2 separate regions of the Dromaius novaehollandiae genome follow, and region 2 is linked to region 1. A link is a contact called in public Hi-C data. All regions are on one chromosome and are shown on one strand. The core of a region is the stretch at or near the end of the contact, and the rest is flanking DNA. Distances in the headings are between cores, read along the strand shown. Region 1 holds the start of VGLL4 (vestigial like family member 4). Region 2 overlaps TAMM41 (TAM41 mitochondrial translocator assembly and maintenance homolog).

Region 1 (7,325 bases), core at 3,970-6,469:
GCAGCAGCAGAAGCAGCAGGGCCACGTGGTCCCTCGCTCCCGGCGGTGTTGTGGGGTTGGGGGGGTGCCGCCAGCCCTGCAGGTGGGGGCCGGGGGGGCAGAGGTGGGGAGAGCGCCCTGCGGGCGGGGGAGGCACGGTTCGCAGAGCAGCAGTGGATGCTGGCAAGAGAATATGGGAATTGGGACTGGTTGGGCAAGAGTTTGGGACAAGTAGGTACTAGTAAAAGGCTATTGGAAATGCACGCGGGAGTCTGAGACCTGGATGATAGCACTAGCTGCTGGAGGAGAGCGAGATGGGAAGGAGAGGCCAGATAGGAGAAAGAGAGGGGAGCATGATGAGTGGAAAAGGGGACAAGACAGAAAGGGCCGGTAAGCGTTTTGCCCATGTGGTGTGGATCTAAATATTTCAGCCTCACTGTTAATCCACATGGGTATTCGTAGAGTGGAGCAGCGGAGAGCGCTGGGGGGTGGTTTGGTTGTTTAATTTCCCTTTTAGAAAAATCTGATGTTATAGTTGCTCAAAAACTGTATTGAAAAGAAACTTTGAAGATGGCGATTAAATTCAGCCTCTATGTTGCAGTTGCATGTTGCAGAGCACTCCTCGTCTTGCCATCAAGCTGCTTTTTACATAAGGCTTTGGTCTTACTTAGTAAGATGGATAGTGCCTGCCGCAGGAACTCGCGTTTGGGTTGATGTGATTTTTCCCTCATTGCCTAGCGTGGGGCCTACACTTTTTTTTCCTGCCCACTATTCAAACAAAGCTCTGCAGGCAGGATTATTTAATTCCCTGTGAGTTTTTCTATGGTGCTTATCACTGTGCTGTCACAAAGCTTCATAAACATTTAATTAATCTTTACAGCACCTCTTTGATATGATTCAGTTCACTCCTGATTCAGGACCAGAGCCAGTAAATCCTTGTCTGCACACAACGAGGTGACGTCCTGTGGGAATATACTGGTCTGTGAGGAAATCAAAGACTGTTTTGCAGTACAGCTGCGTCAGTGTGGCCAATCGAGGTTACCCAGAAGGTCATAATTCTGGCATATTTTAACTTCTGAGTGATTTTACAAACATTGTAATGCTCTTAAACTTTTTTGTGTTAAAAATTATATGTAACGGCCTTTGTCCTGAGAACAGCTTGTTAAGACAGGTAATGGAAATAGTAAAAAAAAAGAAAAAATCCCAGCTCAGGCTTCTTAGCTTTTTTATTTATTATGTTTTGTAACCTTTTTACTACTTCTTCCTTTTAAAACAAAACCAAAGAAAAATAACACAGCTAAGAACCCTGGCAAAACCAGGCTTGGCTCTGGTACGGGCATAGGCGTTGCAGTGCTATCTGGTTGGCAGAGTGACCGCGCGAGGGCTGCTCGCGCGTTGGAGGCTTGCCTCTAGACAGCCTGCCAAAACTGACACAAACTCAGTTATGCTGAAGATTAAGGCTGTTACTGAGAGCTCTTGATTTTGTGATACAATATTATACTTCTGCATGTGGTTTAAATGATTGCTGGTGTATGTTCTGTCGATTTATTTCTTTGTCGATCATTGTTTCGACAAATCAGTAATTCAGACCACAGATGTGACTCCTTATTGCTGAGGCTCCAGCCTGAGCAATCGCTTTCATATGACAGTTCAATTTCTCTTAACTCCTGGAAGCAGCAAGTCCAGAATTTCTGGTAATATTAGCACTTAGGTACTTAAGCTTTTGCTCTATGATTTCCCTCCAAAAAATGTACTTGTGAACAACTGAAAGTGTAATCTGTCTTGAAACTGCAGTAATCCCACTTCAGTGGGATCACTTTGTCCTGTCTCATAAGATTCACTTCAGGAGGAGCCCTGTTCTTCTTCTAGATGTAAAAAAACACTTTTAAAATATTATTTAAAGCTGACTAAATGACTTTTTTGAGTTGGTTAGAGTATTATAATGCTGGCAGTCTTAAGAGTTGATAATTAGTGTATGTTGTCTTGTTTTCCTAGGAAATATCTGTAGGCAAATAGTAGTATTTTAGTAGTATTTTGTATAATAAATTAGTTTGCAATTGCATTTTTGCTGTATATGCTTGCCGTATTGGTGTCATACTACCAGGTTGTTTCTGCTGAAATATGGTCTAGCAATAGTTTAAGCCTCATTGTAAAATTTAGTAATTCTCTGCTGCCTTATTTCACAATGGTATTGGATTGTTTTTATTTCTAACCATGTCCCAAAATGGAATTTGATACAGTAAGTGCGAGCCATAATTTTACATTGTGGGTGGAAGGCTAAACTGAAGAGTTAAGTACAATGTATTTTCTGTTCTGCCAATTTCTATGTCTGTGAAAGGGCAGAACGCAGTAAATGCTGTGCGGTGGATCTCTGGACAATTCCAGTTCCATATTAGTGTATGGTCATTACCTAGGTCTTAATTAATACATTTATATTCTTAGTTCAATTTTGCTGATGGGGTTTGCAGTATAGCTGCATCAGTGATGTTAGAATCCTCATTTAGGGTTGGTGTGATGATATTAGAAAAAAACGGAATCTTCTTTGTTATGGAAATGCATGTTTTGCTAAAAAATGGTGCTAATTGTAACTGTCTTCTTTGTTTTTAAGGGTTATTTTACTTAAGTTTTTGAGTGCAGGCCTGAAATAGATGAGTATTCTGTTTGTATAAATATGATCAGCAGAAAGATAATATTTTCATTCAAGATGGATACAGTTGTCTCTGTACAATATGTTTGTTGCTTTATGGAAAATAAGGGGACTACTGGCACCAGTCCTAATCAACACGGCCTTCCAGCATGCTACATTTGTATGTAGTCTTCTGATTTACAAGCTGTATGGGGAAAATGTGTGGTTGAGTCAGTCATTAGTTACAGTGATAAAAGAGGTTTTGCTTATACAGTTATTTCCTTTTAAGGCACACTGATGACCCTTACAAGTACAAGACACTGTGTAAATATATATTTAATATTCTAAAATATATTTCATATTCTGCATCTCTGAAAAGGCTTGTTTCAGTAATGCATCGTCTTTCGTATGCATGATATGCATAAAAAGGAAAAAAATTCATTCAGGTATTGCAAACTTTTCCAGCCAGATGGGATTCAGTGCTGTGCAGTGAATACTTTGTACGAAGTATGCCCATCTTAAGTGTAATCAGCCCACATTGATGACCTGTATTATGTTAAGCTAAATAGATTTAGGCAACAATTTAAAAGCAAATGAGAATTATGCAACTTGCGATTATATTTTTGTAGAATAATGAATTCTAGATGTTAATATTTCCATGAGACTAGTGCTTTTGACCCCTATGTTCCAAATTAGGTTTTAACAAAGGTCTAAGAGAAGAAAGTTTGTTCTCTTTCACTGATACTGTGCATGCTGCAGTGATGTGTTGCATTTTTATATGCTGTTGATCTAGGGATAACTTATTTCCTTTTTCCCCCCCCCACCCTCAAGGTGCTTTTCCATGCAAACTTTTGATAAATAGGGTTTATGTCTATATGGGATTTTTTTCCTTTTCTTTTCTCTCTCTCTCTTTTTTTTTTTTTTTTTTTAATTGCTGAGTGTGTGCTAGGCTAAGTAGGATAAGCTGTGTAAAGGGGACAGGTTTGGCTGACCGCAGCAGATAACAGGAATGGCCTACATGCCAGCAGCCTAATGGGTGAGAATTGAGAAAAGTAAATGGAATAGGAGCAGTAACTATGGCAATTAACTGTTTGGATTCTATCATGATACCAAAACCAAAAATATTCACTGTGATATTATTCAGTCTATTGAGCACGAAATGGGTGAAGGCTGGATGGGCTGAACTGACAGTGTTTCTCTGTTCACCTCAGCTTGTCTCCTGTGGCTGCTTTCATCGTGCTTGGGAGCTGGGATCTGTCCCTGGGGGAATCTGCCCTGTGATGGAGTTGCTGTCAGAAGGAGATACTGGGAACGTTAGGACCCCTTTCTCTTTACTTACCAGTCTGGTTCCAAAATAATGCCTTTCTGTACCCACTGCTCTTGAAGGAGTCTGTAGGCTCCATTATACCCAGAATGACTGTGTCTTTTTCCAGCACTTCGGGGAGAATTTGGTGTATTAGCAGTTTGTAAAAGCAAAGATTGAGCACCTGGAGTTTGTCCCCATTCCTGTAGCTGAGAGGACCTCAGTGAGCGGGAATGAAAGGTCAAGAGGCAGATGACCAAGACCAAGGTGGAGTAAGTAGTACATAACTGAAAGGAGGATCTGCCATTTTGTTTATTGGTATCAGTGACCCATGACTGTGTACATTTTGGTACTGTGTGTGCTTTGGCCTGTCCTGTTGCTACAGCATTGGTACACTGCCCTTCACTCACCAGCACCCTGGTAGGTAGAACTAGAGAAGCGTGGCAGCTGTAGCTGGTATAGCGGCTTTGAATTTTAGGGCTTGGATTACTGAGTGTTGCGCTTTGATTGGGAAGGGCTGGAAGGTTGCAGTGTGAGAGAGGATAGGAGGCTCTGGGTGCTCGGTAAGGTAGGGCTAGGGAGCAAAACAGGGGATGGGATTTAGGGCAGTAGGAGAACGTGTCTTGAGGAGTGAGGATGTTCCCACATAGAAGGAAAGAGTAGCTTTGAGATAAGAGAGAAGGGATATAACAATGGGAAACACTCTCTGGAAGGTTGAGGAGATTTGGGGGACACTTGGGAATGTTCGTCTTGTTTGGGAAGGACTGAATTTCAGGGAGTGGAATTGTGGTGGGGATGAGCTTGGGGGAAGGAGTAAGAACTAAGCTCACTGAAATGCAAGAATTTGGTAGTGGAAGGGGGAAGGAGGGCTTCAAGGGTGTGAAAGCCCTTGTATGAAAGGGGCTGGAATTGCCACGGAGTATCATTTACATCTTAGCATCGACCAGTGGCTCCTTGGTCTAGTGACAGACAAACCCAGACCAGGACCTTCAGCCGTGCAGAAAGTGACCTGGTTTGCACATGTCAGCACACCCGAGTCCTTTTTTGGTGTTTAAAACTTTGGTAGTTCTGATCCTTCCCTCTCCACCTCTGTTTTCCCCTCTGTAATTGGAGCTAGCCTGCCTGTTACTGCTGCCCTCCAGCTGTAGCAGTGTCGTTAGCCAGCCAGCTGCCACCGAACTGCATGGCCAGCAATCGAGCTGCTCTTGCTTCTCCCTCAGTGGTGACTTTAATTGTGGTCGGTCGTCTCTCCCTGCCCTCTGTTTTCACAGAAAGCTCAGGAGCGCAGCTATCTTCAAGAACTGTCTTTGAAATATGATTGAAACATGCTCACCATTTTGAAGTTTGGGGTAAGGAGGGTGACAGGCAGTATGGGTGTATAATGCATGCTTTCTTGGAGTACCAGATTAAAAACAAGTAACAGGTGAATCCTGATAGAGCTTTGAACTCCACTAGTGTTCACTCAGATTACTGCAGCATTTGTCTCTAATGTCGTGCAGCATTGGTAAAATCTTTGGTGTGAGCAGGATTCATCAGAGGGAAATTCTGACTTCTTGGTGGTAAATCAGAAAATAACATTTGTTAGTTGTTTTTTGTTTTTTGTTTCTTTTGGTCGTAGTTTGGAAGCCCCATGCTGCTATTGAACTTCATGTCCTGTACCGTGGTGTCTCCTATTAAAAATGGTGAGTAATAGTCAGGAGCACTCTGTGACCACCACGTGCCATAAGAAAAGGCTAGCGCCTGCTGCACAGAAGGTAAAAGAGATGTGAGATGTGTGCAAATATAATTCCCAATACTTTATTGTTTTGTCAGAAAGCTGAAAATTAATAGCACTACAGTTTTTTGCTTAATGTAAAATTGAAAACTTTTATTTAAAACTCTCTCTTGTTTTTGGAGGAGCAAAACACAATAAGAAAAACGATCTCCTTTTCCATTGGGGAACAAAAGTTTTGATAGACAGTTTTCAGCAGTCTCTACATTTGATTTTGGGGTTGAAAATGGCTTTTCTGGACGTGAGAATGTCTTGTGTACCTGCAGCACTGGAAATGGTAACTTTGATCTGTTAGAAAAGAGGGTTTCAGCTTCCTAGCAGTATCGCATCACTCACTGTCAGTACTTGAAAGGGTCTGAGTCTATGAACTCTGAAGCTGATGTTTATATTTTGGAACAGGGAGGGCTGACTACTTTTGGAAGCTGTTGGGGTTTTTATTTCTTTCCCTCTGAGACCAATGAAGTTGTACTCGTAGTCAGCTAGGACTTTCTCTGTCATAGCTCATGGAATGATTAAAATTCACCATTCTACACCAGTGTGGTATGCAGTACATCTGCACATGTGCGCATGTATGATCTGTGTGTATACGTCATATATACAATCAAAACACATTCTTTCTACTTTAAATAATCTAAGTGCAACCTTTTGATAAATGTATGTGGTATTTCTTGTTTCTTGTTTTCTTCTATTTGATCCAGAGGACAATATATCCATCAGCATCCAGAGCAAAGCTGCTGTTCCCTGTGTCGCTGTGGTTTTTGTGAGCATTAGAATTTGGGATAAGTCAATGTGTGTTTAGTTTTTTAGGGTGGTAAATAATTTTGGGGGGATAAAATACTATTTTAATAGTAGAGAACAAGACCCTTGGTTGATAAAGAATACTCTTAAAACTGGAATGAAATTTGAATATTAGTTTTTATCACAAATGAGTAGGTTGCAAGTTATATAATTGGATGTTGTAATAGGTTCTTATTAAGATTGTCATCCAAATGTCTAGGATAAATAAGTACTTTAATGTTTAAAAGTCAGAGTTGATTAGTTTAGTAACAAAAGCTGTAACTGATTGTACTGCATTGCTTTTAGCAAGATAGCATTGGAATTCGTTTGCTTAATTCAATTTCTGCTCATTTATAAGGTTACTACCTATGTTGCTGGTAATATTTTCTGTTGTTGTGAAAGCAAGCTCAACTTAGCTAGATTTACATACATTTATGTATAAGCTGAATTAGGCCCTGTGAGCATCTTATGTCTTGCCAAGCTAGCAATAAAGAGGAAATCTTTTCAAAGACTTTAGCAATCTTCGAGCCCTTTGCTTTGTTTCTATACCCTATAATTAGTGGTTTTTTGAAACTGGATTTGCTTCTTTTCTAAGATGAGGGATACACGCAGTAATTCTGAAATCTAGCCTCTAAACATGGTCTGGCTCCTAAGTTTTCTAAGTAAAAAATATTTTAGATGCCTGAGTTGTTCACATCAAGCTAACTTAGGGTTGGCTTTTTTCTTTTTTTCTTACGAATTATTTTCAGATTTTTTTTTTCTTTGCATTGTGTTTTAACTTTGGTAGATTTACCACTTTTGGAAAAATAAAGTGTTTTTTCTGCTCTGTTTGAAAAAATATTAGGTCATGGCAGAGTTAACACTTCACT
Region 2 (7,228 bases), core at 4,373-6,872, 50 kb before region 1:
ACTGTCCCTATGGTTGTGTTTTTGCAGAGTATCACAAATGTGTATGACTGTGATCTGTCCACGGTCATGCAGCAATTCAGTATCAAAACACTGGGTAGATCTAGTCTTCTCAAGCCAAGTAGCTTATACTCTTAGAAGAACAAATCAAAACCCCTGTTCCACTGTTGTGGCCAAAGGAATTTTCTTGTTCAAAAATCGGAATAAAGACCAGCACAAGCCATTTTGTAACCTTACAAGACTAAAATGATTACTCAGGTTGAAGAGTTTTTTTTCTCAGATGTTTGATTAGCTCAACATGATTTGTTGAATAAAAGCAATTTATTTTTTCAGATGAAATATTTCTTTTACTCGTGCATGGATTTCCCTACGTTTTGTTCTTGATTATGAAAGAAGGTTTTGAAAATAATATTAGAAATTATATTCTATGTTTTGGTTAATGCAGAAAAATAACTTGTAGTTTGGAAGATTAACTTTGGGACTGCTGCTTTTCCGCATTTTTAAAGTATTTAATAATATCCAGTAGTTTTGTTTTACACAAGTCCATATGCCTTTAAATATGCATTAGAACAGATAAAACTTACGAAAGCATTTAAAAAAAAATATTTTATATACTATTCCAGTAATAGTTCCATAGGAGCTGAATGTGCCGCAATACAAAGTGATAAACAAGCATTACCCCTGAAAGCTGATGATTTACATAAGCCAGAAAAATACTAAACAATGCTTGACATCTCTGCTTGACTAAAATGCACAATCCCAATTTCATATTGAAGTAAACAATGAATATAAATTGTTTTGGTCTAGAAAGTTAAAATACCAACGTGTAGATGAAACGTAACTTCTGAACCACTTGTTACTAATGAGCTTAGTAGAGAAATAGTGGGAAGACTGGGCAAACTAACTGGATCAATTCCTACTAGGTTGTTACCTGTTTTAATAATTTTTTTTGCATGTTATATATAAAGTAAGTTAAAATAACAAGTAAATATAAAACAGTATTTTCAATTAGTATGACAAAGTAGACTAGAAATACCATTTCTCAGCTTTAGTATAAGTTTTACTTTCAGGCTGGCTTGATTGTACACTTGGAAAAATATTTCTCCTTTTTTTGTATGTTGGAGGATAAAACTTCACAAAACTACTAAGATGGATAACATCTGTGTGTGTTTCTGTCTGCAGGCATTTCGGGAATTGTGAGATCTTCCAGTCTAGTGCAGAGTGCTAAAACCATATTAACAGCTGGTAAGAATGTATGCAATTTCTATCAGCATAGGCCTTCTGATTTTACAAAGTAAAATTATAGGGCCTCAAGACTGTCTTTTTACAGGAGTTCAGCGAATAAACTTTTGGTTGTCTAATGAAAATGTTGAAAGTAGATATTTCTGCTTTCTGTAACTACTGAAAAATTGTAAAATGTCAAAAGGAATTGGGGGCTACATGACTTAAACTTTAGACTTCTTTTTTTATGTGGGCCAGATTTGGCTGGTGTGCACAGGTTCTGCTCTTTTTGCATTAATAAAATTAATAAAATGGCTTCATAACTGCTGCTGGCATTTTACATGTGGGTGGATCCCAAAATGATCAATACATAGTATTGCTCTCCTATGTGTATTACAATGTTATATCATCATAAAATGAGAGATGAGTTTTGAGGGAGAGAGTTTAAAAGGATATGATATTTCTGTCTGGGATGAGAAGACAGGCATGTATTCAAATACATCCTGTATTCCCAAGTGAGCCTATATGTGGTGAGCACTGTATATTACTGTAACTCTCATACATAAAAATGAGCTGCTTCGGAACAGGACTTAGTGTTAGAGTCATGCGAGAGAACGTATAGAAGGGGAAAAATGATTTACTTGTGTAGAAACATGGGAAAACGGGGAATGCTTTTCAGCTACCAAAGTCTTCCTGATTGAGCAAAAGTTACTGCCAGTTCCAGAGTTGAAGCTTCATTCTGTTTTTCTAAGTCCTGGAATAGATTCAATTTTAAGACACCCTGATTCTTATACTAGCTGAAAAAACTGCAGCTAAATTTAAATGAAAGACTTAAGACCTGAGTTTCATTAACCAAAACAAAACTTTGAGCAGGAGATTATCTTAATTCCTGCAAAATCAAAAATCCTTGCTGCTTGCATGAAGTTGCTCAAATCGTTGTCTAGATTCTTTCATACCTATTTCTTTTTCCATAAAAGCAATTTTATACAAATGATGCCATTATTGGTTTAAAAAGCAAGTGTATACATTCCTACTTCTTATCCAGATTTCTACAGCTGCTCTTTGCTTCCCATTTGGTGTTAAAATTGGTGATTATTCCGTGTTATACTTCCTGCCCCCTTTAAAAGAAACACGAGTTGTAGTGTTTGGGACCATTAGCGGTCTGCTGAGTAAAGTGTGTGGGAACATTTGTACTTTGTATGTTGACTTGCTTCTTTTTATATGTTTCTTTTAACAGTTTGGTTTTATTAACTGCAAGAAGTATTAACAGAACTATAGCCTAACTTTCTTTAGTAGTTGGAGGAGGTTAAGGATGTAACTCCATCTGAGAAAAACAAATTATTATTTTTTTTTAATGTCCTGCATATTGCTTTCGTGTGACTTTCTAAAGTAAGGTCTCCAAAAAAATAAGTGAAGTTCTTGTCCTTTTAGAATTTGTTTTCAAAATTGCCTGCTAATGGTCAAGACTTCTGGTACTGCAGAATATCTGTTCTAGAAATACCAGTTTGTAGCCTATTTCTTTTTAAATATGCAGATGGTAGATTTAGTAGAGCAAAAGAATTTGGGAAGGGGAAGAGGAGAAGGACTGCTTTCATGTCTGAATTCAGTGCTTGCGCAAGTTAACAGCCTAACCGATCTAGGGAGTAAAGCTGTTCATGTGTAACTGCAGTACTATGAATAAAAGCAGTTAAGCTTCATCATATTAGGCTCTCCATCTGTCTAAATTTTGATGGACAGAAAACAACCTCTGGGAATCATTAACTTCTCTTGTGTGTTATTCAGCAAATCACTTAAAGCGTATATTGTTACTAGGACTTTGGAGAGGTTCTAATGCACATTTTAATGGGACTTGTAATTTTTACAGCACTTTTTGCTTTGTGCACCTGAAACTGGGTACTCTTGAAGTGTCTTTTCTTCCTTTCATCTTTAATGCTGCTTTTTAGTTTATATATAGTGGCATTGTTTTTTGCTTTAGCATAAACTTTAGTTATCTTCAGCTGGTTACTTAGAGTAACGCATGTTTAAACAATGTATTTTCTACCAGTACATTTAGTGTTGGAAACAGATCTTTGGAGTTTGAATCAAGGTAAAAACAAACCTATTGTGAACCTTTGCCTCAAACATGAACTCAATTTTACAGAGCCTTGGGAGAAGTTTAGTTTTATTATTTTTAGCATGGTTTTGTTTGTTTTTCTTTTTAAGCATATTTATGCACTTCTACCAGAATCTGGCCAAAACCATGAGCAACAGTATTCAGGACTGATCTTTTGGGGTTACTCAAAGATTATGTGCTCAGGGCGATGAGTTCTATTTGGAAAAGGACCATTTCTGGCACTTTCTTGACTTTAAAGGTTTGTATGATCTTCAGTGATCTTCAGTAATCTTCAGTGGAATTTAGGAGGGATGATGATGGGCTTCCATCCCATTTAGAAATGAGTTAATAGAAGCATTTTGCTTACATTTGTTTTATATTTCTCTCCAAATAGATTCAATCATACATTTTTCTCTATCTGAAATCTTGCTGTACCTTCTAATAAAGGTCTCCTGATTGCAGTTTCTTAATTAAAAATATTTGTCGCTAGAGGGCAGTCATTAATGCTGTTCAGCTTCATTGCCATTTATTTAGTCTTTTCTCAGATAATATACATACTGTGTCCAGACAGAAAAATTGTCTCATCCGTAGAAATTATTTGCTTAAACCATACAGTAAATGTCTATTACAGGAAAGCGTTCTGCTGTTAAATTTAATCTCTAAGGGTGCTTTATTTCTTTTTTTATTCTTTAGCCATATCTTGTCTAATGTTCTGTCCCCCAAGCAGTATTTTATACTTTCTAGTAGAGACTTTAAGAAAAGTATTATGGCTCTTTTTTATTCTTCTGTTCCATGTTTCTGCAGTGCTCTTGTTAAGAAAATTAACTAAAATACAAGAAAATTATGAAAATCATGAAATTAGTGGCTCCATTGAATAAGCTCTGCCTGTTCTTTCTTTCTATTCCTGTTAACTGAAACAGTACTTTTGTCCTAAGTCTGTTTGTGAAAGAATTAGTTTTCATTATCTGGCCATCATTCTTTTTGAACTGTTACGGGGAACACACAGTTATTTCCTTAGCTGACTGTTAGATCTTTATTCAAAAAAAAAAAAGCCTACTGTCTGGTCTGTAACATTGCAGTCCAATGTACAGCATGGCGCTAAACTGAAAGTTAAACCAGGAATACTTGTTACTGAGATGGCATGCTGTGTACTAACATTGGAAAGAAGCACAGTCAAAATAAAGAATTTCAACCCATTTAAGAGAACTTTTTTCATCTTTCTCTGCTGATGCGGTTTTAAAGTTGAGCTCAAGCTTTGTATTTTTGTTTGTTGTTAAATGCCCTATTTAGTTTTTGATGTGCCTATATAATTTTTTTCCCAACTCTGTGGTGAGGTTGGCTCTCTGTTTCCCATTAGAGATGGCACCATCATTTGATTTATTTTCCCACATAACCAGGATCTGTATGGTCTTTGGGAACTAACTCTGAAGTTCTTATATTTAGCTCCTCTGAAGATGTTGGTACTTTTTTAGCTTAGATTTCTTTCTTATATCATACCAAAAGAACACTGCAAGCCTTGCAAATGTCTTGTAAATAAAATATTACAAATTAAATCATCAGTTGAAGCAATTGTTTGAGATTCTTTTAAGTTAACACAAATGCTTGTAGCTGCTCTGAATAACTTTTTTTTTCTTTTTCTTTTTTTTTTTAAGAATTGGGATCTTTGTATACTGTTTTCTTCATGGAATTATTTTCTTTTAACTACAAAGAACAGTCTTATATATAGAATATTCAGTAGATGCTGCAGTAACTGTTGTCCTTATCAGCTGGCTGGGCAAATATTGCATACCACTGCACTGTAAATATGTGCAAAAAGTGCATGTGTCTGTGTATGACAAACTAATAGTATATAAATATTTGCCTCCACTGTATTGCTGTAGTATATGCATTAGTCCTTCTTTTCAAAAGGAAATAGTGTTATGTCCAGGTATATCTACAGGAAAACTTTGGGGGACCTGTAAGATAGTAATTTGGCTATAATGTAACACAGTTCCAGAAAAAGGAACATGGGATCCTTAACCAAAACCAGATACAACCCATATTTTCACTGAAATTCTGTGGTCTTAATTCCATGTGCATTAGGTCTTTGTTCTGTATCATATAGTGGAAAAATCTAAAGGAGACGTGGAACCACCAAGTCATAGCTTCATAGCTGAAGTAGAAAGACATTTTATGTGGTCCAACTGCTTCAGATTCTGAGACTGAGCCATAATTACAACCATTAACTTTTACTACACATGTGACTCATCACCCTGAGGGCTGCTATAAGAAACCAGCTGTATGTGTAAACCTGTATTTTGCTTTGTAGCATGATGGGCTAGGGCAGAAATTTAAGCAGCTTATTACATAAGATGCTAGGTTCAAGGCTCTAGTGGGTGGAGTTCAGTAGAGTGCTCCCTGCAGGGGGGAAATACTAAGATGAAAAAGCTCTTGATGTTGAGCAAGAGGGAGAATGGGTTGGCAAATTGTTGGAACAAGCTGACTTGCAGGCTGCAGTGCCAGCGCAGTTAATTAGTGTCCTGCAGGGCTATATCAGCTGTGTTCCTGTTTATTTGCCACATGCTATACCTCTATTCCAGAAATATGCTGACTTCATTTGAATGGCAGAACAACATTGATCCTTGCAAAGCAATTTCAGTACTAGAGGGGGTGTATCCTGGAAGTAGAGTACCTAGGAGATTGGACAGTACTTATCCAAGTCATACAGGTAATTTTTAACCTTGGGGATCAGAACCACTTCTTCCATGTATGTGCTAAGCATAGTTTGGCCTTATTCTGTGACCGGAATTCTTACACTGCATGCAATTGTAATGCACATACCTGAGACACTCCAGAATTTACATGATTATTTACTGGTTGTTTGAGATACTGCAGAAAAAGTAACATAGTGACTTCATTTGTGTGCTTGCCATGAGTAAAAACCTATTAAATACATAAAGTTTGAGCACACATATGGGAGGCATAGGCTTCTATAAGCTTAAAATATCCGTATGTATGATTCCTGACAGAACAAAGTTCAGTTTGTTTAAATTGCAATTAGATACACTAGGAATGCAAAAGTGATCGTGTCCAGCATGTTTATCGTGATAGGCTTTTTATTCTCCAACACATTCTTTCAGAAGTACAGCATGTACTTTTTCCTATTATCTCATGCTCGTTTGACTTCATGGGACTCCAGGCTACTAATAACAAAAGTATCGTTCACTTAACATATTATTCGTCTTTTTATCTTCATTTGAGTACTTTCTAAGGTCTTTTTAAATCAAGTATTACTATACCTTTTTTTTCCAAAAGTTCAGTGTAGTAGATGGTTTAACTCTGAGTCTGACTTCATTTATTTCAGAAGAACTTTTCCTGGGTCCTGGTGTGTCATACTTTGTGTGATTTTTGGGTTAATTACTTGTGTGGACTTTTAGTCAGTCTCGTCAGGTAAACGCTGTTCTATTAAATAAACATAAGAAAGTTTGTAATAAGTGTAATGCATCAGGACCGTACTTCTTATCTGTGCGTGTAAGGGACAAAATTAAAGCTGCTTGTGCAGCATTAAAACCTGTATTTTTAGCCTTGAATGTGTAAGGGTTCATTATACTTTGTAATCTGAAAAGTTGCACTCTTTTTTTTTTGTTTGTTTTTATCAAAAACTGGAAGGAAGAAAAAAAAAGTAGCTTCACTGACTAGAATCTGAGAACCCTACTGGAATGCCAAGACCAACAACATTTTTTTTAAGTTTCTGAATACTATATGACTGAACCCAGCAAAAGGCTGGGTTCTCTTTCTTAGTCTAGGTCTGTAAGAGAAGGCTTACCTCTGGTAGAACTTTATGGACTGTTTGAACTGAAGGTGTGCTTCACAAATTGCATGGGAGTTATCCTCAATCCCTTTGTGTCTACAACTTGTACACATTTTGAAGCAATGACT

What was found. Hi-C and Micro-C count contacts between places; a contact is called where the count stands out from the background.
Region 2: a contact with region 1 is called in a Hi-C map of brain, with 6 times the contacts expected there. The contact joins the enhancer-like site here to the promoter of VGLL4 in region 1. A contact is called at or near these places in 3 of 4 Hi-C or Micro-C datasets (brain, liver and ovary).

What each region holds. Positions count from the first base shown.
Region 1 is chr12:6,913,628-6,920,952 of bDroNov1.hap1, reverse strand. VGLL4 (vestigial like family member 4) reads left to right here and starts at 5,219. Exons shown (of 6, transcript XM_064518834.1): 1 at 5,219-5,257; 2 at 5,527-5,590. The coding sequence starts at 5,234.
Region 2 is chr12:6,964,250-6,971,477 of bDroNov1.hap1, reverse strand. It overlaps TAMM41 (TAM41 mitochondrial translocator assembly and maintenance homolog), which reads left to right. Exons shown (of 13, transcript XR_010391212.1): 7 at 1,180-1,242. Among named protein-coding and RNA genes, the nearest start is that of TAMM41, 19 kb to the left of the region's middle. Within about 2 kb of position 5,622, at least 1 of the 2 cell types and tissues checked has open chromatin away from gene starts, as enhancers often do.